Linked DNA regions of Columba livia: region 2 is linked to region 1. Evidence: chromatin contacts called from public Hi-C data. All regions are on one chromosome and are shown on one strand. Each heading gives the region's core, a stretch centred on a gene start, on an enhancer-like site or on the middle of the called end of the contact. The rest is flanking DNA. Distances are from core to core; before and after follow the strand shown. Region 1 overlaps DAB2IP (DAB2 interacting protein). Region 2 holds the start of STOM (stomatin).

Region 1 (7,456 bases), core at 1,640-4,139:
TCTATGCTAAATTTACCAACTAGGGAAGTAGTGCGGGATGGAGGAATTCTTGACTTGTTTGGGTACGAAAACAATGGATCTAGAATTTTACGGATACATTTGATAAACATTTAGAGTGAGTTTATTGTCTCTGGAGGCAAAGGTTCGGCAGACCCTTGGGCAGGAGGTCGGTGGTGACACCTGGAGCTCCTTTTGCCCTTATGGCTCAGGTGATGCCACCCTGAGCTCCACCAGCTCCATCAGGAGACGTCACAGCTGCAGAAACATCACAGCGTAGGGGGTATTTTTTGTGACAAATGTGCCAATTCCTACTAGATTAAAAATGCACCAAGTTTTAAAACCTCCCAGGAGGAGCCATGGGAAGCAGCAGTGAATCTCCGAGGCCCTGCTGGTGTTTCGAGCTGGGAACCCACATGTAAGCAAGATTTACAAATAGCCCATCGCCTCTTGCTGTCATCGGAAGCAGAAGGAGCAGCCTCTGTTTCCAAAAACATAGAGTTCTCATCAACCTTTAATGTGTTTCTAAGAACTGAAGTAGTTCATGGACTTCCAAGAAGCCTAGGTAGATGCATTCTCATTATCCGGTGAGGTGTCCAGGGATAACGTGCAGGAAATCCCATGGATGGTCAATTATCGAGCAGTGGCACAAACCCCAGAGCTCGGAGTTGTTTGGAGACTTTCCTTTTGCCCCAAGGTAAGAAGAGAACTCAGGAGTTTTGACTCCCATGTTCTTTCTCTAAAATCGTGGCCATAGTCCCATGCCCGAATGTCCTGTGGTCCCAGAAGCTGCGTCTTCAAGAGGTGAATAAATACGACAACAGTCTTGATAAAATTGTGACATTGTCAATACTGCTTAAGAGTAACTTTTTGCTATTGAAGGAACAGCTCATTTAATGCTGTGACAGAAATCTGGGAATGGTACCAGCAGCTCTGAGGCAATTCCAAGATTGACTGGTGTCTCTTTTTGCTCAGAGAATCATTTCAGTTGGAAGAGACCCTCAGGATCACCGAGTCCAACCGACTCATCTTTTGCTTTATCTCTATTTTAAGTCCTTTCCTTCTGGTAATATCCTCACTTTCCCCTGCCGGCGTTGCTAAGAGAGGCTGATTACTCTGGAAGGAAAGCAGTAGCAGAGTCGCTCCCAAGTAATGCAGAGCGAGGTTTTATCTAAAAGCCACAGGTAATAAATGAGAAAGAGGTTAAAAACCCTGGGCTGAGGCCCAAAAAGAATTGCTTCCAAAAGCGTGCTTAGAGGGGTTTCAGCAGACTTCTCATGATCTCTTATGTATTAGAGTCAGTTTGTCTCCTTACAGCTGTGGCAGTCCAAACAATTTAGACACAGAGCTGCCTTTTAAAGCTTTTAAACCTGTATTTCCCTTAAAGGTCTTCTAGTGTGCCACTAATCCCTTAAGTTATTGCACTGAAGGCACTCTATAATCCTTTAATTTACTCCGCTCTCAATAGAGATGGGAACGAGCTGGGTCACTTTCCATATTTGGCCGTTATCAGTTTTGCTTTTTCAGCTCATGCACTAGGTAAAGGTGTTTTGCTTCCCTTCTAAACACTGGAGATGGTGTTTTAAATGTAGATATTAATTGCTTGCGTGTTTGTATGTATGTATATTTATAAAGGTACACAAACCCCAGAACTTCCTTACTCGTTTCCCTGACTTATACAGCCGGAGGGGCAGGATTTTAATGTAAGTTCCCTCAGGCCCCTTTGGAAATCAGCTAATGTGAAAATGGATGGACTTTTGAAAGCTGTGCTTTCATAAGCAATATAGAACTGGTGAGGGTCAAAATACGGCGTCAAGCACGGGTCATTTCTGGAAGCCCCATGTCCCCAGGCCTGGAGCAGCCAAAGCTGCTGAAGGCAAAGCCTTACGGTGACGGGTGACGCTGGGCGAGTGGCGCGGGTGTTGTTAACAAGCAGAAACACTGTACAAGGCTGTCTAGAGCAGCACATTTGATGTCTGAACGTGGAAGGTTTGTCCTGCCCGTTGCTTTTTGCTTGCGTGAGGGACACATTTCTCCTGTAGGTCGGTAGGCTGGGCGTCCTGGTCCGCGCCTGCAGTTTGTGTGGGTCCCGGCCACGCTGCAGCGCTTCAGTTCATCTGAAATCGAGCGCTGAAGCGTTCACTTTGGGGAAAAACACGCCCTGCAATTGTATAGACTTTGAGAAACGTCGCCGAGAATAAAGACGGTCAAAGTTTTGCTTCATTAACATTTACACTGAAAGAGGCATCCTCAGATGCCGAGCACTTAATGCTTCTTTTTGAAGAAACCAATTTATTTGAAGTGCAAGCCTCCTTTGTACATTATGTGCTTGCATTTTTGATTTCTCACAGCACTTCTGCATCAGCGCGTTTCTTGTAGAGCTGGAAATCAAGCCTGGGCTTGTTCTGAAGTATCCAAATGTGGTAATAGGTGGACTGGTGTAAAATTTGGCATCTGGAGTTAAATTACAGGATGCTTCTTAAGCTTCTTGGTTACTATGGTAACAAGTAATAGTCATCCTTCATGATTAAGCAGTGTCCATGGTAACCAAACGAGCAAGTTTTAAATGAAAGATATTTTCCTTTTACATTTTTAGCACTCAAAGGTCAACAGTTATTACCTTTATACCTTTAGATGGGAACAGGTTTTCATCTGGCTGCCTGTTTGAAGTGAGAACATTTGGTGTGCACGTACATAACTTTACTTGTAGGACCAGCTGAATTTTGGGTGACTACCAAGATGGAATTGGTGAGAGCGCAGGAGTCTCCCCAGGGGGGGCGAACGTTGTTCACAACATGTGAACAGTGTTTTCAGGCTTTCCTGTTGCTGCTGCTTTTTAGCTTTGTCTTGGAGTTGCTTCATCAGGATGGATACAATATTTTGCGCAGTAACTACCAAAAATTATTGCTCTGTGGTTGGTTAAAACCTGTTGTTCTTCTCTAAGCGTTTCCCAAGAAGCTGTGTTCTAAACAGCCAGGCTTCAATCCCAACCTTCTGCTGTCTTGAACAATATTAAAGTTCCTTCAGTGTTCAGGCAATCTAGCTTGGATTAATTGGCTCTGAGCATTAAGGCTCTTTCAGGCTGATGTAAGAGCTGCATGTACTGCGTGAATTCCAAATCTTAATGTTTGGTCTATTATGCAGATGGATGTGAACAGAGATATGTATGTGACCCCATTTATCTCTCTAATGAAGTGCCATCAATAGAACATCTGTTTCTTCGCTGCAGAAGATGAAATCTCCGATGAATCATGCTTATAAATTAAGTATTTATTTATTTCATTCGCGTTTTGCCAGTACAGACCTGTCAGAGCAGCCACCACGCACGACAGGAAACATGGCCAAGAATTAAACCGCTCCGAGTTTTCATCTATACTGCTACTCCACGTACAAAGGAAACTGTTCTGAACTGGTTTGGATGCGCCTGCCCAGGTCAGCAGTTCAGAAAACCCCAACGCGAATGTCAGGACAGTTGGCCAACAGAATGAACCTCATTGACAGGAGAGAAACCCATCCGGATGGCAGCCAGGGCTATGTCGGGTCGCACTGGGGTTGTCCCTGGGGCTCTGTGGGGCTCTGCGCTTCTACTTCTCCAAGGGTGTCTGTAGGTGACGGTTTCGGTTGGCGGTGACAGTGACATGTTGGGGTTTCTCCGCGAGCAGCAGCCGTGCTGATGAAGAGCTGCAGGAGAGCAGCGCGGGAACGGGGGCGAATCCTTCCAGAAATGTTAAGCATGATGGATGAACCTCATTTAAATCTCCCCAGAGCTGACTTCTTGTTCTCCAGACTCCGCGGTGCTTGTCTTTATCATTGCATAGGAGGGAGCTGATGTTCCACTCCACTTTGTCATGCTTTCCAGTTTAACTGGGGTATCAGCAGTTTCTACGATCTGATTCCCAGCCAGGCTAGAATTTCATCTTTTCCTGATGTATTTTTTAAGCCTGTGCTTGCTTTCCGCTTCACCCTGGAGAACCGGCTCCTAATGAGGTGCCATTAGCAAAGGACAAATTTGTTCTCTAGACATCATACCGAAGAAAGACAAATATCATACATGTTTTATTTTGGGGACTGATAAAGAATAAAAATACCAAATATATATAAATATACACATATCTAATTAAAAAAATGGCAGACAGTAGAATGCAGCTCGTAATAAAGGCTGCTCAATCGGCGTCATTTGCTGTTTGTTTTTAGAAAGGGGCTTAATTTTCTGGATGTCCCTGTCCCCACCCTGTCCCCAGGTCTGGGAGCTGCCGCTCTGTCTTTCTCTTGGATGCAGATCTATTTCTTCAGGTTTGTAGTACAGAGAATTTAGCGTGTGTATTTTCGGACTCCTCATATTGAGAATTATCTAAGCTTTCCTTTCCCATTTGTGCTATTTTCTTCTTGCCTTTTTGCCCTCTGGGAGTATTTTCTTCTTGACAAACGCGTCTCATCGGTGTCCTGAGGTGAAGAGCCCGTTCCCCGTCCGTCTCCAGCGGGGCAGGTTTGCCGCGGGTGCCTGTCCCTGAGCTCCAACCCGCAGCAGGAGCTCGGCCAGCCCGAGGCGTTTGCCGACCGGTGGTGCTGGGTCTTCTCTCTGCAGCCGTGGAAGGTACAGAGGAGCACGCAGAACACAGAGAGTCCTGCAAATCACCGGTGATACTGAACATCAGCCAAACAGGCAGATAAACAACGGCAGGGACAGATCCTGCGCCCTGTGTCTGTGTCACAAGCGGCTTTCTCCGGGCAGCGCGGATCTCGGTCCTCTCGCCCGGTCAGCGCTGGGGGTTCCTGGGCCAGCCAAGGGGCTTCAGCTCCCTCTAGTGAGGAGCTGGGTTTGTGGATCAGAGTGTCGCTGCCTGGACCCGCTGCTGGGGATGGTGGAGCCCATTCACACGGCTGCAAGGCCAAACGGAGATTTCCAGGAGGGGAGAGGCTGCTGAACTGCCAGCCAAACCCCCCAGGAAAAACGGCAGCAAGTCCCGTTTCTGCTTGTGTGCGTCAAAAAGCACCTCAGCATGCTGCTGGGGAAAGAGTTACTGCGTAATATTAGAGAAAATAGAGAAATTGATACATATCAAGTACACCGAGAAATAGCACAGCTTTCCTTTCAGTACTGGATTCGAGAGCCATTAATAGCACTTGCTCAGGAGCAGTGTGAGGAATATTAAATCCTACACAGTACACGATATCCGGGAACCTGACACACAGATGAAATGAGATCCATTAAAGTGCACAGCGCGCTATGGCAAAGGTCAATGTCACTTCAAATCATTATTTAACAAAGAAAAAGCTTTTCCTCCAGAAGGTCTTAGTCCAACTTTGCGAGGAGACAGTCGTCGTTTGTAGCTGTCGGGAAGCAGCGCGGGCTGATGTTTTCTGCCAGTTGTTTTCTGTTTTGCAGGCAGTTCTCATAAGGCTCTTTGGTTCACGCAATGTCTCGATGTCCAGTGTTCCTGGAGCTGCAGAGGTTTGTGGTTTCAACAGGTGCTTCAGCTGTAACTTGGCTTTGGCTCTTAACTCACCTTTTCCCCTGGAATTCAGACATTTCTGCACCTCTGCTTCCCATTCAGATTTATTCCTGACTTGTGAAGGGGCAAGTTGACTCAACCCAGTATTTATTATTTGCTGTCTTTGTTTATTCCCAGGGTAATATTCCACTTCTTAAAAGTGCCGCTATTCTAATAGCAGCTCCTAAATACCCCTTTAGATTCGGATTAAAGATCCGTCGTTCCTCCTGGACTCATGTGGCCACCTGGAGCTGTCTGAAATGCAGATTCTTCTGCAGCCTCTCTTGAGTATTTGGAATCACACAGACACTACAAATATCTAATCTCCAGGGATTGTTTTTAATTCATAAATGCTACTGTGTGCCATGCTAAATAAATCACTTCTGTCACCGTGCGCCTCCTCCTCCCCTCCGCCGGGTTTGCAGGCAGGAGTTATTAGATAATGCCGAAATTAGAGGAATAGCACCTAAATTCATTAAGCAATAAATTTAATTCACGGAGTGTAATTGCTCGCTCAGGAGACCGGTAATTCCTGTTCCCTCTGGTTTCGCAGAAACTCCACCCCGGGGAGATGGGGCGCCCAGGCGAGCAGCACCCGGGCTGCGCGGGGCCGTCCCACCAGCTTTGGGTTCCGATGCGCTCTTAGTTGTCTGTTCCAGGCGGAGGGTCTGGTGCACTCTGGTTGTCCCGGGACTCTCCTCTCCCTCGGCGCTGCCCTGGCGTTCCGGCCGTTCCCCTCTCGCTCGCTGCCGCTGATGAAGCCGCCAGCTCCGCTGCTCTCCCTCCCGCCTTGCTCGCGCTGCCATGGCGTGTGTGTCGCTGACGGGCGCGGCGTCTTTTTGGTGAGTCGAGGGAGATGTTTTCTCATTGCTGACTTCTCTGACGCTCACTCCGCTCTGTACCTCCCTGTCTTGTTTGAAGTTGGAACAGTTTAATCTCAGATCGACTTGCTTGGTCGTGATCCCTTCCAGCTGGTGCTCTGCTTGTGTTCGTACTGTCTCTTCCACGGGCTGATCCCGGAGCCGCGTGTGAGAGGAGATCAGGAGAGGGGGAAGAGCGTGAACAAACAGGAGTTAATGTATTTCGTCCCCACTAATGAGAGCGTAATCCCGATGATCTCTTTGCTAGCTGTGATTCACAAGAGCAGGTGATGCAAATGCAAAAACATCGCACTTGCTAAGTGAAAAGTAAACAGTATTAATATTTGTTCGTGTGTTTGTGACACATCACGACCTGCTCCGTAGCAGCGTCTGCGGAGTCGCAGCCAAGGCGGCGATGCCGAGTGGGTTAAACAGGAGCGCTCGCAGCCCTGGGGGGTTGCTGCCCTGCTTAGTAACTGTTCTGCAGCATGGACAACAGACGTGGAAGAGCGTGCTGGGGACTGATTATTCTGTCAGTTCAAATGCCTTGAATTAGTTAACAAAACAAACGTGTTTATTGCTGTACAAGAATAGTTTCAGAAATGCTCATAAGCCCTGGGTCCTAAATGAACGTGCAGGGTTTGCAGTGGTGTCCTGTTGGCAGTGATTTCAGTGGGACACTCTCGACCCTGACAGCTTAAAACAAAAAATCCTGGTGCAGCCCACAGCAAGCAGCATTTTGGACGCAGCCACGTGTGATAATGTGGAGGAGCTTTCAGAGGTCTGATGATTTCAAGGAAGGTTCTCTTTGAAGATCGTATCCTGCAGCGGGGAAAAACCCAACACATTGCAGCCCTCTGTAAATATTTGGAAAAGCAGAAAGCACTTCTGTGGGTTTCTTTTGCTTTGTGGTTGCATGAGGTGGATGAGCCGTGGACACGGAGCAGTTGCTGTGGGGACATTCAGTCGTGTTCATGCAAAAGAACCGGGAGCAACGTGCAGGTTCTGCTCCGTGCAGGGTGGAAATACAACAAGGGTGCGAGTGGAAATGCCCGGTTACCATTGAGCGGGTTTAGAAAAGTACAGGAAAAATGCCATCAATGAGGA
Region 2 (7,456 bases), core at 1,480-3,979, 57 kb before region 1:
GTGACCCTGAGGTTCCACCAGCTCCGATTCTGACGTGGGACATCGGCCAAAACGAAGCAGGACATCTTTCCTCTGGTCTGGAAACCGAAATATCGAGCTCAAAGAGATCAGATGACACACCCTCTAAAATCTGCCATATACAGCCACAGATACGCACATACTTCTATCTTTATACTTACATACTTCATATTTACAGGCATACATACCTAGGGAGAGATCTCCTTAAAACAAAACAGTCCTTCAGGAGTAATTACGTATTCTTGCAATTATCCTGATCTTCCAAACCAGTTTATATACTGTTACAGTACCTATTTTTCTTAGTTTGAAGACTAATGCACTGAAATGTTGGGTCTGCTCTAGTTCAAGAAAGAATAGAATTAATTTGTTTTTAAAACAAGTAAATAAAATATAGAGCAATAATAGCCACTAGGAAACATCTGCATTGCTTCAAGTTTTCATCCAGCTTAGCGGTAAAGTTTTACCTTTATGCACATCCAGATTGATATGGGAAATGTAAGAATAGTGAAAAACAGTGAAGTGATCACCAGGATCCACCCACACACGCCAAGGCCAGTATCAGCGCCATCTGCAAGAAAAGAGCACCAGTTCTCAGGTTTTTGAAACCTGTTGAACGTGAAGGTCCAAGTCACAACTCAAATAACGTAAAATTTCGAGACTGAGTAAGCGCACAGTGTATGGAATGAGCTTTCTTATTGCGATTATCTGAACACCTCACTCATGGGACTTGGATAAGCTCATCAACAGGCTGTTCTTCCCGGATTGCTCAGGTTGTGATAGATTATGTGCCTCTTTAAAAAAATAAACCACGAGGAGAAAGAATATTAAAAAAAAATTAATTGAATCTGCCTCGCATCCCTTTAAGGCTGACTAGAACAGTCACCATTACTTTAGCAAGACATTATTCCTTGGATCATCAAACAGTATTAACAATTTATAATAAGCACTTAGCGCCGGAGGCTGGGACGGTGTGGGACACACTTCAGCGCGGTTCCTCTGCTGCTGCCAGGGCTACACAACCAAACAAACACCGGCCAAACATGCCAGGCTCCAGGGACCGGGCGAGGAAGGGACCGTCCCCAGCCGCGCAACAACCGCCAGATTTCAGCAGCACGTACCCGGGAGACGAGCTGAGCACAGGGCAGGAGGCACCACACACACCTCTGCCTTTTCGTGCTGCTCCGTCAGACCCAGGATGGGCTGAGAATGAGCGAGGGCTGTTACTCCACTGCTGGGGCTGAACTGTTCGCTAATTAGCAACCAGGAATAGCAAGGAATACTACTTTCCATTTAAACTAAATGCCTTTTCGGATGCTTCTGAAAGCATTTCACATGGGAAACAGCCACGATTATTACATCTATAATTTAAATTACATCTAATGCCATTTACTCTGTAGATATTTTATTATGACAAATATAACTGGCCTCCAAAACAACACATCACAGGGTAACTACAGAAGAAACAACCCCAGTAACACATCGAGTGCCACTTGCCAGGCCCCCCAAGGGGAGCATCAGAGTGAGCGCTGCTGGGTATTAATAACAACATATTTACAGAATGTAACACAGATCCTGTCCAAGGATACAGGAACCGGCATGTGCCATTCGCCGTGGGGCCCAAATGGATCTGCAGTTATTTATACAACAACTCAGATTACCAAGCCAGCACGTTTGTATATAGAGCCATCTTATAAATACATTTCCTTCTCCAGCTGCAAACAGCAAATGTAAAATGAAGCATGATTGTCTGTAGTGCGTTTCTGAACAACGTGGGTAACAGGAGAACACTCCAGCTCCTGGGATGGAAAGGGTTGTGGTATTTTAGTGCATCACCTCTAAAACCTCCTGACCCGGGTTACACTCACACCTACCAACCGAAAGGCCAAAACCCACTAAAATAACAATACCAAGAAGTAAAAAGTAACTATAGCTTCATTGTCCAACTTGAGGAAACATCATTGACTTTCATCCCTTCCTCCAGTCACACCTGTGGAATGTTCTGCACAAACGAAAAGCGCGAACGGTGTAAACAACCAGTCCCGCAGTTCTGTTCGTTCTCATTTACTGGTGCAGCACCTCGGGGACTCCTCCTGTTGACTCTGCTCCTCATTATCCCGTTAGCTTTCCCCTCGCTGACCCGAGTTACCGTACAGGAAAACGAAACGCACCAAAAAAAGAAAACCCCAAGTTACGGAACTGTGGCCAACTCCCCGCAATGCTCCCGCACCGCCCCTGCGCTGCTTCCAGCGGTGCGGAGCGTTCAACGGGCACCCCCCGGCGGGATCGCGGACAGCGGGGGGGAACCGCGAGGGGAGAACCGAAGGGTCTGCAAACTTCCCTCAGCGACTAAACAAAGTCGTCATTAAAACCGAAAGAGAAAGAAAGCGCCCCGGACTCGGAGCACGCGGGGAGCGACCGGCGGCGGGGCACTGCCCCCCGGGGTGGCCCCTCTCCCCAGGGCGTCCCCCCTCCCCGGTTACCTTGCCCCCGCCGGGCCTTGGACGCGCCCTCCGCCTCGTGATCCGCCATCGCCGCTGCCGCCGTTCCCCTGAGGAGCCGCCGCTGAGCGCCCGTTACCCGGCGCGCCCGTTACCCCGCCCCGCCCCGCCCCGCGAGCACAGGGCGGGGCCGCGAAGGTTGCGCGCGCCGTGCTCTCCACGCGCAGCGTCTCGCACCTGAGGGGCCGGAGCGGGACGGGATGGGACGGGGCGGCCGTGGCGGGGGCGCTCGCCCCTCGGCGAGGGGGCTGCGGGGCCACCGGGCGGGCGGCAGCTGCCGGACGGCCCCGGGAGGCAGCAGCGTGGGGCCGCCCGAGCGGTGCCTGGAGCGGGAGGACGACGACGACGGCGGCGGCGGCGGCAGCAGCGCGGAGCGGGGCGCTGAGGTGAGTGGACACCGGAGAGAGTTCGAGACGCGCCCTGGCCTCGTGGGGTTTCACATGCAGATGAGAGTTGTTAGTCGGTAATTTGTGAAGTGTGGTGTGAAATAAAAGAATAAGAAGTAGTATTCAAACTGATAAGACTTGCCTGTTAACAGCTCCATGTGAGTGGTTATTGCGTGCTGTTACATGCCATATTTAATGCTGTGATCATGCTGGAGTATGTGCCCAAAACGGGCAGGGAATTACAATAAACCTAAACAAAAAATTGCTTTTCAAAACTTCACTCCAAGTTTCATTGCTGCTTTCCTTCCTGACCTGTTGCAGGACATCAATGAAGAGTTTGGAGCTTTCATCCCTTTTTGAAGACGCAAACGTTGTGACCTCTGCTGCTTCTCTACAAGATTCATCGTGCAGAAACAGGTGTGTGTAGAAACACATCGTTACACACGGTCGTAACACACCAGGGATCACAAATGTCGCACTTGAAAGAAGTTCCAAGGTTGAGTTCGTGTCAGGCTGCGTTAGGAGGGCTATAGGTGGTTCGTGGCTGTTCTTTAGGCTTTGCTCACCTATGGGATGTGGGTAATTGATGGGCAGGGAGTGGCACATGCAAACTTATATTAATTGTATTGCTTTGCTGTACTGACAGTGTGTAATTGCTCACTTATTTGTAAAACACATTGCAGCCTATGAATGAAAAGCGGTATTAGACTGCTAGAATACATAGAGGTTTATTATGTGTGTTGGTATTATAATTTTGTGGTTAGACTCCTCCATGGAGGTAGCCTGGATCTTGCTTTCCGTTGTGTACCAGCGGAGCAAGGATTTTGTTTGGGCAGCATGGTGATGGAGAGGAATGCGTGTGCGGGGAGCACTGAATGCTGAAACGTCCTGTTCCTTCAAGGGCTGTGAACAGCATCAGTGAACAACCAACGCTCTTTCCCTGTGAGAGGGAGATATGTAATGAACAGGCTGTCTGTCGCTGGCATGAGCTCCCACTACCGCACTCTGCTGATCTCAGATCGGATTAGGAGTACATGGGAATGAAGAATAAATCTGTCTCAAGATGCTTGAGAGTTTATGACCTTTTAAAATTCCTTTCTATACTTTGTTTTTACTTACGTGCTTGTGGACAGTTGCTATTAATGCATTTCTGAGTGCTGACACCTGCTGTTCTGATATTAGTAATTCCTCTGTAATTTTGTTGTATTGTCTACAGTTCTGTGTGAGTTCATCTCTTGCAAAAGTAATCTAAACAACCTAATTACCGTGATCAGAACAGAGGTGTGTGTGTAGTCCTGTCCCTTAACGGAAGAGATCAAAGGATGGAGATGATCATATGTTAGAGCAGCATCACATGAAGTGATCGGCTGTATAATCTGACTGAAGCAGGGGCTGCCGTGATGCAGACGGATGACTGGTCAGAGCACACAGTGCAATTTTGATCAGAACACAGTAGAATATATAGTATTGAAGCTCATAATATTGTAAGGAAGTTGAGTGTCTGCAGTTTTATCTTTCTTTTTTGCTGGCCTTAGGGTCTTCTGGCAAATGGGCGGCTTAGAGTGTCTCAACGGGATTAGGAAGGGAGGAAGGATGTGCTGGAAATGCGAGGCACAGGTTCTGTGAAACCATAGAGTAGATAAGCTCTGATGAAACCTTGTCATCTGTAGCAAATTTGGCACTAGAAAAATCTAAGCTGGTGCCAATAATTAAGTGCTTTTAAGATTAATCTGAATGGAGCGTACTGCATTAGTTTACTTTATTTCAGCAAAGAGGAGGAAGCACCTATTCATTCGATCTGTCATTAAAAAACATGCGACCAAGACCTTCCTCCTTCATGAAGCAGGCAGCCTTACTTCATCCAAAGCTGCAACACCTCAGCAAAACGTTGTGTCCTTAGGTACAAATTTATGCTGGCATTCTGCTCAAAGAAGAGAAAGCCTTCTGTTTCATATCAGATAGGCCCTAATTCCATTTATTTGACTGTCTCTGGGTGTTTGCGGTGAAGCTGCTGTGGGTTATTGCTGCCCTCTCCTGTTCTCTGCACAGGTCAGTGCTAGAAAATGATGTTCCCTCTCCTTTCCTGTCAGCTGAGTGGTGTTATTTAATACAATTTTAGGTTTTCCATAAATACTGAAGAAAAGCATTAGGATTAGCAACAGGTGGTCGTAGTAACTCAGAAGTCGTTTACCACACACCAGATGCCTCGAGGGAGCTGAGTTAGTTCCATCAGATGTTCTGCAGCCTGTGGAGGCTCCTGAAGCACTAAAAGGCTAAGTATAGAAAGAGAAAAATGGGGAATGTAACTTTAACTGAATAGTAGTGTCTGAGTGTCTTCTCATCTTTTGTTCAATAAATGAAGGAATTAAAGAGTTTTATTTTAGTGTGGCTAGAAAACAATGGACTTGAAGATGGATTAATGTCTAGGCCTTATGAAAAGAAAAGCTTCCTTGGATTTTGCCTTTATTATTTACATAAGTCAGTTTGATTTCAAATACGGAGTCTGTTGTCAACAGTAACTCCTCAGTATTTCCCTGTAGTAAAGCCTGTGTTTATTTAATCTTTCCTTGAGTTCCGATGTGTCTGGTAGGCAGTGAATGGGAAAGGGCATTCGTGTGCCTGTATCAGCCTCGGAACCCCCTGTTCTTGTTCCCTTGTTTGCAGCTTTCTGTGATCTCTCAGAAGGGAAATAGTCGACCATTACTAGATTTATTTACTACATGTTATTTATCAATGTGTGCAGGGGCTTTTTAAGTTAAAAAAACCCCACAAGCAGTATTCAAAGCTGCCGTTAGATGTCAGCATGAGATTAACCACAGCTGCTCCCAATGACAGGCTCGTTTGAACCAGGTGTTCTGTATATTGTGTTTTGTCACCTCAGCCTTTGCTTTAAACCCTTTCTAGAAGTAAGTTATAGTCCATAATGATAATGCTGAAAAACTCTGCTTTGAATCAGTGTATCCTACAACATGGAGAAGTAATCAAAACCAGGATGCTCGTGCAACAAACGTTTCCCGCATTGCAAGAATCTGCCTTTCGTTTAGTTGCCTATTTTTGTATCATGGGGTTGTTTGTTTTCAGTGGAATTAGAATATGTGTATGTTGGAATCAATAATCCAAAAATGGGAATGTTTCAAAACCGGGTTTCTGTAAATAGAATAATTTTTCTCACATTACAAGATACATTATTTAAAGTATCTTTCTGCTTGGGAGGTTCGTTATATTTATGTTGTTTCCACTCTACGAAACTAACTCCTGTAAATCCTCCTATACATACTGTTAAGGGATATGTGGGTCCACAAATACAAATCAAAGTCAATCTAAACTCTCTTTGCTGACGATATTTCCTTACAGAGAATAATGGGAAATAGTTCACTTTTCCTGAAGTGCACTTGCTGTTTGGAGGGCTGGAGGCTGAGTTTTCGTGACCCGCGAGCAGCGTGAGATCCCCCCGTGGCGCTGGGCCGGGTTGGGACCACCTGCTGCTCCTCACCTTTGGGGGGACGCTGTGGGGACAGGGACGCAGGGACCGGAAGGAACCATCAGAAAAAAACATAAAGGGATTAACAGTTGCAAATTTCCCCATACGCTCAGATCAGTTTCTTGCGAAACCGTTTTCCTGTTCCCTCTGCCATTTCATATGCTGCTCATGTGTGTAAGGGTTTTACTTGTCATTTCTGCTCTTACCCAGAATACACCTGGCCAGGCAGTGCTCTTTTTGATTTTTCAATATAATGATTTCTTTGCTTCTCTGGTTTTGGCAAAAGAGAAAATCTGTGTTTAACAAAACAGAAAATGCCTTAGGTAATACAAAAAAGAAGCTGACTTACTAGAACAAGTCAAAGTCATTAAGGTGCCTTAAAGCAGCAATGGAATGTCACCCGCTCTTGGGAGAAATCCTCCTGCAGTATGTCACCCAGATGATGAGTTTGTCTCACATTGAGATGGCCTGGAGGTCTTAGCACCCATAACTACTGCATCCCTGGAATTTAAGAGCAGAACTGCATTCCCAGACACTGGCACGCTTGAAAGAGTTAGTTGTAGAATAACACACTATATTACTGAAAAAAATAGATAGCAAAGTGCAGTACATTTCACTCTATTTGTGTGTTTAGTAGTTCTGTGTTTTAAAATAGAATAACTGTATAAGACAATGAAATCATTTCAGGACAAACAGTATAATCTACGTCTGATGACAAAAGTAACAAAGCCTCTGAGGACATTTTCTATTGCAAATACATTCCAGCAGTGATTCAACTATATTGGATTCATAAAAGAACTAAATGAAACTCTGTGGAAATATGGACAAACGTTTGTATTACTGCAGCTGTTATTCAGGACAAAATTGGCTCTGAGCTGGGGCAGTAGGGTGGTATTAGTTGTGTTAATAGGCTGCAAAACAGTGCGTGTGGTGGTAATTATTTTCCTTGTTTTCCATATTTGCACGTGCTGTATCTGGCTGCACTTTATTTAACATCAGCACAAAAGACTGGAAGAGCACTAAATCACTAAATAATGAAAGAGTTAATTGGCTTTTTTGAAAATCTAGCATTA

Evidence for each region. A called contact is a pair of places that touch in the nucleus more often than the background predicts.
Region 2: a contact with region 1 is called in a Hi-C map of liver, with 2.2 times the contacts expected there. The contact joins the promoter of STOM here to the enhancer-like site in region 1. A contact is called at or near these places in 2 of 2 Hi-C or Micro-C datasets (crop and liver).

What each region holds. Positions count from the first base shown.
Region 1 is chr19:2,034,009-2,041,464 of bColLiv1.pat.W.v2, reverse strand. The region is part of intron 1 of DAB2IP (DAB2 interacting protein); the gene reads left to right. Among named protein-coding and RNA genes, the nearest start is that of DAB2IP, 30 kb to the left of the region's middle. Within about 2 kb of position 2,889, at least 1 of the 3 cell types and tissues checked has an H3K27ac peak away from gene starts, as active enhancers do.
Region 2 is chr19:2,090,569-2,098,024 of bColLiv1.pat.W.v2, reverse strand. It overlaps STOM (stomatin), which reads right to left and starts at 2,729. Exons shown (of 7, transcript XM_065035541.1): 1 at 2,499-2,729; 2 at 483-586. The coding sequence starts at 2,547.